Linked DNA regions of Mus musculus: region 1 is linked to region 2. The links are chromatin contacts, called in public promoter capture Hi-C maps. All regions are on one chromosome and are shown on one strand. The core of a region is the stretch at or near the end of the contact, and the rest is flanking DNA. Distances in the headings are between cores, read along the strand shown.

What was found. Capture Hi-C pulls out chosen DNA fragments and counts their contacts.
Region 1: a promoter capture Hi-C map of liver shows a contact between it and region 2, with 2.2 times the contacts expected there. The contact joins the promoter of Poln here to the promoter of Gpn1 in region 2. A contact is called at or near these places in 1 of 39 promoter capture datasets (liver) and 1 of 9 other capture datasets (liver).

The regions. Positions count from the first base shown.
Region 1 is chr5:34,168,035-34,173,074 of GRCm38.p6, forward strand. Poln (DNA polymerase N) reads right to left here and starts at 1,492. Exons shown (of 25, transcript NM_181857.4): 1 at 1,356-1,492. It overlaps Haus3 (HAUS augmin-like complex, subunit 3), which reads right to left and starts at 1,390. Exons shown (of 5, transcript NM_146159.1): 1 at 1,356-1,390; 2 at 1-409. The coding sequence starts at 279.
Region 2 is chr5:31,490,976-31,496,597 of GRCm38.p6, forward strand. It overlaps Gpn1 (GPN-loop GTPase 1), which reads left to right and starts at 3,766. Exons shown (of 14, transcript NM_133756.5): 1 at 3,766-3,908; 2 at 4,543-4,636. The coding sequence starts at 3,798.

The DNA of each region.
Region 1 (5,040 bases), core at 242-2,741, 2.7 Mb after region 2:
TTTGCATGTCTTCAAATCAAAAGTTTTACAGGTCCTAAGAACTTCATCCAATGCTGTTCCTTCTAGGATAGGCTTGCCTGATCGCTGGAGATCGCTGAAGGCTTCCAATTCTTTTTCAGACAATACATTCTGTTCATTCACATTCCCACAAAACCATTTCAAGAATGACTCATCTTCAACATCCTCAAAGAGCCAGTCAAAATCTTCTCCATTAAGAATATCAGCTTTGGGATAACCAATTTTTTTCAATGTTTCCACAAACTCATTTCCACAACTCATGGTTTAACTACTCCTGTTTTTAAATATTTGATATGAATCTATTTTTTTAAACTAAGTTCAAACAGAAAAAAACATATTTACGCTAAGTCCATAGAAGAAGGAAAAAAAATACAATCTATAATGTGTTTTCCTAGTGGGGGAAAGAACACAAGTATTAGACCATGAACAAGGCAAATGAATTTTAAATATACAGATCATTTTATCAGATGACATCAGGAGACTACTTAAGTTAAAAGCAGATGCACGTGCAATATCTGACAAAGACAAAGCAAAACAGAAGCAATCAGGGTGTTGCTTAGGACACTACAACAGTAATGAAGAATCTAATTAATGAAGATATAACAATAAAAAAAAACTGATTTTTTTTCCCAATGATGAAATTACTTAAAATAAATTACATTTTGTAAAATAGCTGTTTCCCCTGTAGTTTCTAGTTAGGAAAAAGAAATATGCCTACCTTTCTAAGGAAGAATCAACTAAATATTTACTTCAATCAGCGTTCCATCAGTCTCAAAGGACTCAATCTATAGATATAACCAGTCTAACGCAGAGAAAACCAGGACAAATTGACAAGTTTCAAAGTACCCATCAATCATCAAGTAAGAAGTTTTATTTCGAATAGAACACAATGAACCACGACTTGAACCAAACTTAGGTCAGTGACAATGGCAGGTCTTAAAATCACGATGTATTTGACACTCTGGTAGCAAACTCTCTGGGTTGGTTTTGGTTTGTTTCTGAGTATCCAGTTATGACACTTAAGAGCTCTAATAAAACACGCCCACAAAAGTACCAAATTGCTGTTTTTAAAAGCTGGGTAACAGATAAGTGTGTATTTCCGGTTTAACGTTTGCCTCGTATGATTGAGGCCTTGGGTTTTATCCGCAGTATCCGAAAAATAAAGCTACCAACCCCAGCCGGATGACCGGCCACGTACCTCCGCCCCCACCTCTGGCACAAAGCCTCAGCCTCCCCGCACACCCCGCGCCTGGGCCCAGCGACCTCTATCGATGCCTCAAGCAGGCTGTAGGAGGGTAGCGGCGGCCCCGCCAACCCCGAACTTACAAGACCCTTACCTCAGGAAAGCCGCAGTCACTGCTCTCTGCCAGCCTCCAACCGCGCGCGCCGCAGTGCCTCACGGGAGTGCCAGGACGCGCACGCGCAGATTACAACATCCGTAAAGTCAGCGCAGGCGGCGAGGTATCCCGGAGAAAGCGAAGGAGGACCCGCAGACCAACCCCCTTCAACGAGCCGGGGTAAAGTGATTGGCTTTCCTGACGGACGCACCGCCCCTTAGCCCCGCCTCTGGCCCGCCGTCCTTCCCGCTAGGCTCAAGAGGATTGGTTTTCTCACTATAGGCTCTGCCCTCGCTCCGCCCCACCCCGCCCCCGCTCGGGAGTTGGAGTCTGGGTCTCTTCCGGCTGCTTTGTTGCCTTGGCCATTTGGCCCTCTAGTTCAGTTAGGCCTCCTGTCCTAAGAATGGCTTGCGGTCTGTGACACCACTAGGGGACCGGAAGTTTGAGGCCGAACAGACCCCTTCTTCCCCCAACAGCTCTTACCACCACCACTGGTAGGGTGATCCAGCGTTGGTGCTAATAACAAGCAGCTGGGACCCTATCAGGTCTCTTGCAGGGTAGGATTGTTGGCTATAGAATCTTTTACAATGGTTATTTAACAAAAATCACTTAACTCCCAAGGCCTCGATGACTTCCAAGCAAAAGCTGACTCCCTCCAAGATCCCATCTTCAAAATGTCAAGGTGTAAAATACATCAGTTTTAGAATGCATTTAACTCAGAAGTACAGACATTCTGAGGATGCCCGCCGTCATTCAATGAAAGACAGAATGCTGAACTCAGATGCAAGCCTAGTTAATGTCCTATGGTCCCAGAAAACTGATCTTTGGAGTTACAGTTGGCATTGGTAACAACTTGTCTGTATGGGTCATAATCTGTTCATTTTTTTCTATCAGACAGCATTTGCAACTTAACCACTCTCTTGTAAGATGATATATAAATTCACAAGATCTGGGCTTTGATCATTAAAAAAATAGTATTCCCCTCTTCTAATCATAAATAGGGTGATGTATCAGACAAGGGTCTAGTCTAGTTGCTACTAGGTAGAATTCTTTCTGGATCTTTTTCCCTGGGCTTATTTGTTTTGTGAGACAAGGATTTGCTTCTCTACCCAGGCTGGGCTTCAACTCAAGATCCTACTTTAGCATCTCCAAGTGCTGGGGCCACAGGTATGAATCACCATGCCCAGATATTCATGTTTTCAAAGAGAGAAAAACTAATGTTCTAAGCAGATCATTTAAATTTGAGTTGAAGACATTTCCTATTAATTCTTATTTAACTTTTATCCTCCTTTTGAAGGTCAATAAAACCGGAAAGTAAATAAAAACAAACAGTACAGGGGAAAAGTTCTTAGAATGGTGCCTAATGTGGTTAGGACATCAGGGGACTGGCCCAAGAGGACCCCAGATGCCAAACTGGAGGTAGGGGCTCAGCAGGGAGCTGGCGTTGAGTGGGTTTTGGCCAGAGGAAGTGCAGGCAGTACTTTTGGGAAATTTTGCTGAGGCGGCAAAGACTGAGAGAAAAAGAGCCAAATGACACAAGATGAGGGGGTGGGAATGCAAGGCTGAGAGGATTTTTGGTGTTGTTTTGTTTTAAAGTGGGAGGAACTGGAGGATATTTATAGACTGTGCGGAAGAGCTCGGAGGAGATGGAATTAAAGATGCCAGAAAGACAAAGGGCTACTTTGCAGGCTGAGGTTCCCCCCAGGCACAGCCTGGGACCCATGAGACCTTCTAGAAAACCCACTGTTCTTAGTGACTCCTGGCCCCCAGCTCGCTCTCTTGAATTGCTGACCACCGCTCCTTGTTTGAGAAGTGTTTGCGAGGCCATAAGAAGCCATGAAAACATAAAGATTAGAACAGGATCAGCCCCCTGAGTACAAACAGCAAACACAATGGGGTCAATTATACAGAACTGGAAAGTTTTCTTGGGACTGGATTAGAAACTTAAGAAGGCAAGTATGTTAAACTTATTTCCAAGACAAGCTTGCTTTCTTCTACTCAAACTCAGTTGTGGTTTTAGTGGGGTCAAAAGGTAACGGGAACCGAGGAGCTAATCGGTCCTAAGCAAGCCTGTGAGAATGTAATGGGCGAAACAAACCAAAATGCAGGACCTGAGTCTTTTCTGTTGGCCTTACTCTCCTGTCATCAATATTAAAAATTATTTTATGTTTTATACAGTATATTTACAGACAGTTTTAAAACTTTGTATACAACTGTGCTGTTGAAGGTTGTTTTTGGATGCAGTTTAACGGAAGTGAAGAGATCTGTTCTCCAGACAACATGGAGGAGGGAGCAACAGCCTCAGACATGTGTTAGCTTGATTCTACCAAAAAAAAAAAAAAAAAAAAAAAAAGTCACAAAAGGTTTGAGAAAGCTGGCACTGGACAATTCGGAAAAGGCAAGGGAGCCCAGGAGCTGGCAGAACACTGGGGGCCGTCAGCCAGTGAGATGTGGTCTGGCAGCTTCCTCCTATCGGTCTTGTTCTTCCAGAAGAAAGTTGACTTTTCTTAAGACCATGGAGTTGGGGTCAGGGATATTTGCTCTTGATTGTATTTACACTCCTGTGGTGAAGGTAAAAACTCAGTACCAAACTCAGAAGTATTTAGGTCTACAAAACTAGGAAGGGGTCACCATAGTGGTGGGTAGACAGGGGTCTTTGGAGATGGAAGCCGGTATCAGGCGGCCTGCAGAGTTTAGGGGTCTGAGGAGTCCAGGACCTCAGGTTGCCTGAGAGGTTGGTCAGTTGAGGAGGAACTGGGATGAGAGCCCATCCTTCCCTACAGCTTGCTTCCCAGGCCAGTGGCCTAACTCTGGAACAATCCAGAGCTCCTGTCCTCTAACTTTCTGGCTAAAGATTAGGAAAAGAGGACATAAAATGTCCCACTAGCAATTAGTCCAGATTAGTCCAGCCTCTAATTTATACAGCCATCATCCCAGCAAAAGTCGACAAAGGGACAAAAGAGGAATAGGAACAAAGTACTCAGGGACCACCTGCAGAAGAGGCTGGGCTCGAACTAACCATGAGATCCAAAATGAGCTGGTAAGGACAAAGGGTTGAGTAGAAGGTAGGCTGAGTTGAGGTGAAGGCCAGGAGCCAGCAGGCATCTGAGTTTAACTCTGGGGAGGAAGAGGATGAGGAGCTGAAGGGCCATCTTGGAACCACTCTAGCAAGGGTTAGGATTCATGCAGGGATCTCAGGTGGGGGCAAACATGGAGGAACAGAGAGGCTGGTGGTGTGTATGTAACAGAGAGATAGGCTGGTGTGTGTGTGTGTGTGTGTGTGTGTGTGTGTGTGTGTGTGTGTGTGTGTGTGTATAAGAACTAGAGTCGGGTCAGAAAAACTACGAAAGGCATACCATATCTGAGCTTTGAGTTTCCTAACCATGAGATGGACCCTGCAAGACTGAAGTAGGTGCTAATTATGCAAAGTGCTTAGCACAGATCCCTGGCACCCACTGCTTCCAACAAGAAGTAGTAGCAGGTAAGACTAAAAAACATAGTATTTGGAATTTAAGTGTTCACATTGATATCAACACCTAAGTCATATCAAGTCTGAGGTTCTAATTGTGTTCACATCAGAAAACTCCTTTTTCTCTGAGTTAACTTCAGCCTCCTCTAAGGCTGCCCATCCCTTACCCCGTTTCTAACAGGAGGCAGGGAAGGCAGGGATACACATTTTAAGAGT
Region 2 (5,622 bases), core at 2,516-5,015:
TTGGAAAGGTTTTGGAGGACAGTGGTCTTCTCTGATGAGTGTTCCCAGCATGCACTGTAACTTCTGCCACTCTTGTGAATCTCCCTTGGCACAGCAAAGCGAGGGGTATTTCTCCACATATACCCACACAACCCAGTCTTGTGGTACAGGTTCAACTTCAGCAATTACTTAAGAATCATTTTTAAATGACTATGATTAAATCTGAGTATGCTAGGAGAAAGACCAAATCCAAGACTGTCTGATTAAGAGAGGCTTTATGTGCCAGGCAGTGGTGGCACACGCCTTTAATCCCAGCACTCGGGAGGCAAAGGCAGGCAGATTTCTGAGTTCGAGGCCAGCCTGGTCTACAGAGTGAGTTCCAGGACAGCCCTGGCTACACAGAGAAACCTTGTCTCAAAAAACCAAAAGAGAGAGAAAGAGAGAGAAAGAGAGAGAAAGAGAGAGAAAGAGAGAAAGAGAGAGAGAGAGAGAGAGAGAGAAAGAGAGAGGCTTTATTTTAGAGATGTACTGGGACTGGTGGCTAACACAGCTATCTCACCTTATGCAGGGAATTTTTGGAGAGCAGCCTTTTTGAGGTACCTTTTATGGGGAAAAGTTAAGGTTAATAGAAAATAGCTGTAATGTGTAACAGAGATAATTGGCTGTTAGAAAACAGTACAACAAAAGGAAAGACTAAAACAAGAATATATATATTCTGTGAAATGGGAGTAAGTGATTACAGAATAGATTGAGATTTCTTGAAAACATTTTGTAAGGCAGTAGTCAGTCATACATCTTGGGGTCATGAGTTCAGTGCAGGTTGGAAATCATGTTTTGTTGGGCGCATTAGGTTTAGGAAACAGAAACTTATCCTTGTAAGGTGTGGAGACTTAACAATGTGGCTCCTGTCCTGGCTTCACCTACTTAAATTTCAGAGCTGTGCTCCTCTGCTCTCTGTTGTGATAAACACCAAGGCCAAAAGCAACATAGGGAGGAAAGGGTTTATTTCACCTTCCATCATGGAGGGAAGCTGTCCTATTGCTGTGACAAGACATCATGACCAAGGCAACTCTTATAAAAGAAAGCTTTTAACTGAGGGCTTGTGTACAGTTTCAGAGGTTTAGTCCACTGTCATCATGACAGCTTGCATAGCATTGGAGCAGTACCACAACCTGACTCAGAGAGAGAGACAGAGAGAGCCTGCTGTGAGCTTTTGAAAACCTCAACCACCTGTGACACTCTCTCTCCAACAAAGCCACACCTCCTAATCCTTCTAATCCTTTCAAAGAGTTCCATTCCCTTGACTAAAGATTCAAATAAAGGAGTCATGGGGTGTGCAGGGAGGGAGGACAGATGGGGGAGGATTCTTATTCAAACCAGCCCAGAAGTCAATGCAGGAACCTGGAGCAGAAATTACAAAGGGATGCTCTTTGCTAGTTCCTTTTCCATCCTCCTCCATCGATTCAAATTCAAGATAATCGCCCACAAACCAGTCTAACCTGGGGAATCTCTCAGTTGAGACTCTGTCTCCACAGGTGACTCTTCCTTGTATCATGTTGATACTAAAAGCTAACCAAGACAGAACCATACTTGAGAGTTCCTGTTAATATCAACAATCTATGTGCATCCAGCATGGCATCCTTGTTGTAGTGTTCTATTGAATTTTTAGAAGACTAAACAGTGTGGTCAAGATCTATTGTGTCCTTAGATCACTATTCTTGGGGAGGAAAATAGAAAGGAGTTGTGAAAAGTCAGGAGGCAGAATATGGTTCAGGTACAACGCACGTCTCTCTCACATCAAACTACTCAGGACCTGCAGGTCTCTGGAGCAAATCTGCTGTGGACAGAACTGCCTTGGGACTTAGTTCAATCTCTCATCACCTTTTGTTTTTCAGACTGACCTTGATTTGGCTATCTTACTGCTTTAGCTTTCTGAGTGCTGAGATTACAGGTGTTATATAAAACAAATTAGCCACAGGTTTGAGCTTCTCCTGCTACTCCAATCCATTAAAAACAACAACAACAAACAGCAATGGGCCTGCTTTTATTTCCAACATAATGGGTGGAATTTCTCTTGTACTTGGAAAATGATTGATAGTCATTTATACAGTAGCAATTTCAAAGCTTGCTTTTCTTTTTCTCCTCCTCCTCCTCTTCCTCCTCTTCTGCTTTTGTAGAAAAGTAGGGAGGAGATCCAAGGTCATCGGAGAATCTCCCCATACAAAGCTTCAACTTGCCAAATTGCTGATGCCACAGCCAGGAGTTGGGTCAGTAATTACAGGTGTTTACAGCCAATCTTTCCAACCTGAATTCCATCTCTGAGACTCACATGGTGGGGAGTGAACTAACTGAACTGTATGGGTACTGCCAGAAAAATAATGTTACCTGAATCCCTGCCAGAAAGTAACACAAGCCAGACAGTGGTGCCCAGAGAGGGCCTGAGTCAGGAAAGGAGAATCACTATCCATTTGGTATGGTACGTTGCTCACTGATCCTGGAGCTCATTAATTTGGCTAAGCTAGCTGGCCACTGAGCTCCAGGGATTCTCCCATCTCTAGCTCCCTAGCACTGGGATTATAGGCACAATCCACAATGCCTGGGCTTTTATGTGAGGGCAGGGGTCTGAATTCTGGCCCTTAAGTTTGTGCAGCAAGCACCTTACTAACTGAGCCCTCTCCACAGCCTGCACATGTCATAATAAAATGAGATATCTATGTATAGATATATACAAACTTTTTGTTCTTTAAGAGTTTTATCCACGGGGGCTGGTGAGATGGCTCAGCGGGTAAAAGCACCCGACTACTCTTCCGAAAGTCCGGAGTTCAAATCCCAGCAACCACATGGTGGCTCACAACCACCCATAATGAGATCTGACTCCCTCTTCTGGAGTGTCGGAAGACAGCTACAGTGTACTTACATATAATAAATAAATAAATCTTAAAAAAAAAAAAAAGAGTTTTATCCACTTTCCAAGAATGTCAACAAAACCCAGGGCCACCCTTGACTCCTAGCCCTTTACCTCACTCTTAAAGGGGACTTTTTAGGAGTTTTCTGGTTCCCTTGAGCCTTTGGTTCACCATCTTTTCTTCTTCCCTTGGACAAATAGCCATACAGATGAGCAAATAAGACATTGGTCACAGTCTCTGTCATACAGGGCTTTCCCTCATGAGGTTCGTCTCCCTTCCTCTACCCATATCTTCCGGTATTAATTATTCAGCCACACTTCAGCCACAAACGCTGTAAGGTTCTTTAGTCCCCTTTGCATTAGGCAATGATTGCCAGAAAATGTATCTTCCTCTGTTAAAGTACAGTATTCATGCTATCTTTCAAGTGTTACGCTAATTTTTACCTAATATTTTCTAGAACATAATGACGTTTAATTTTTTTCTTCTTCTTCTTAGACAATAAAATAAAAGGTAGAGCAACACCTTTGTTATAGGATCCTGACAGATCCTGGCTTGGGAATCCCACCTCATTACTCCCTTGGGGACACGAGCTTAACCCTTTCCGGGTCCTATCTCACTCCTGTCAACCCTTCCTGGTTCCCTACACTACCCCTCACTTGTGCAAAGCCACTATAGCATCAAAGTGACCCCTGCAAGTCAGATGCCAAAAGCCGGTCAGGCACCCACTGCAGTAGGTTCGAGCGGTTTGGATAGTCTGGCCAATCGCAACCCTAAACTCAGAGAGGCCGGATCGTTCGACCAATCGTAGCCCTGTACGCAAGAGGACGGATTTTCCTACCAATCGCAGCCCGGAATTCAGAGAGCCCGCAGGCCGCCGGGCGATCCCTGAGTGGTGGGCGTGGCTGAGGAAAGATGGCGGCGCCCGTGGCTCCATCCGAACCCCAGGCTTCCCGGGCTCCTCAGCCCCCCGTGTGTCTGTTGGTGTTGGGAATGGCGGGATCCGGGAAAACTACCTTTGTACAGGTGACGTGCACCGTGCAGAAGCGGTAGTGGCGCCTCAGGCCCGGGAAGAAGGGAGGAAGTTGTCTGGGGAATCTGCGGGTCCGGGCGCGTGGTTTTCTCGAGCTGTCCTCTGACTCCTTTCCTTCCCGAAGCCTCGAACCCTAGCCTGGGTCACTTGAGGCCGGCTCCTGGGCAACCTTAATGCACACTTGGTACAGCTGAACTTGTCTTGCTGCGAATTGGCAGCTTTCCGAAGGCCCGGGCCTAAAGAGTAGGGGAGTGTAACGTCTACTACTCTGGTTTGCGTGAAGAGTTGTGAAAGAATCACTTCGTTCGACCTACCACGTTCTAAGCTCTGAGAGTACAGCGGCAATGAGATCGACAGGGTTCTTGCTTTCACGGAGTGAGTGTTTTAGTGGAGGAGACAGAGGAAGAAAACCCTTGGAGGGGCAGAGTTAGCGAAGCCGTGACGGAGAATAGGGAGACAGGTACTGGAACTAGATGGCTTTTTAAACTCTTCAGTGTTGAACACGCTGAGGGAAGAAGGAGATTGTTACAGATTTTATAAGCATGGTCAGTAAAGGGATGGGAATTCTCGGGGCCCGTTCCTATCCTTTGGTCATCACCCTCCAACCCTGGCTCCTTGTTTTTGCAGAGGCTCACAGGACACCTGCACAACAAAGGCTGTCCACCGTATGTAATCAACCTGGACCCAGCTGTGCATGAAGTCCCCTTTCCCGCCAATATTGGTGAGTGCCTGCCTGCCTGCTTGCTTGATTTCCTTTTCTTGTCTTTTCTTTCTAAGCTAGCTAACTATGTACTTTTCTTTTCTGTGGATTTGCCTGAGTTCCGGAACAGGCTTCTTGCTTATGCAGATTTATCCCTCTTATGCACTATCCCCGCTCACCTCTCTCTCATGCCCTCGGTGTGTGAAACCGTTGAATTGGTTTGAGAATGAGACATGACATTAGGTCGGGCTGTCACCTGACACGTGAATCCTTTGGTTTCTTTTGTCAGAGTTTATAAGATTTGCTGTAATTCACTTTATAGGCAGGTTCCTTCCATTTCCAAAGTTGTGTGTGTGGGGTGTGTGTGTAAGAATATGCACTGTTCTGAGGAGAGCTTTCTGATTGAGACTATCAAAAAGATTTAAGTATTGGTGTGATCCAAGGGAGCCTGAGGCAGAATATTTAGAGTTCAGAGTCAGTCCGACTTGCATAGCCAGACCTCGTTTGGAAAAGAAAAGGTGGGCGTGGGGGTAGATTTGTTATCAAAGTGTCTGTGATCCACTAACAGGGCTCTTGGATGTCCAGGCTTCCTGACTCCTAGGCCTTAACTGTCAGGGCTAGGGTATGAAGCTTTCTTACCCCAAATACACAAATTGGGTAGGGAATCTTGTTTTGAGAATCATAGGTTAGGTCAGGCGGTGATGGCTCACGCCTTTAATCCTAGCACTCAGGAGGAAGACACAGGCAGATCAGTTCTAAGACTGCCAGGGCTACACAGAGAAACAAGAACAAACAACAACAACAACAAAAATCATTGATCATTTTGGGATTATAGGGCAACAAATTTTCTATTTAAACTAGAGGATAAATATGTGATATTATTAATTTACAGACTGGTGGGTAGGTTTGTTTTTATTCATTTTTATTTAATGTGTATGGGTGTTTTGCCACATGCGTGTCTGCGTCTGTGTGTGTCTGGTTCCTGCAGAGGCCAGAAGAGGGCACCA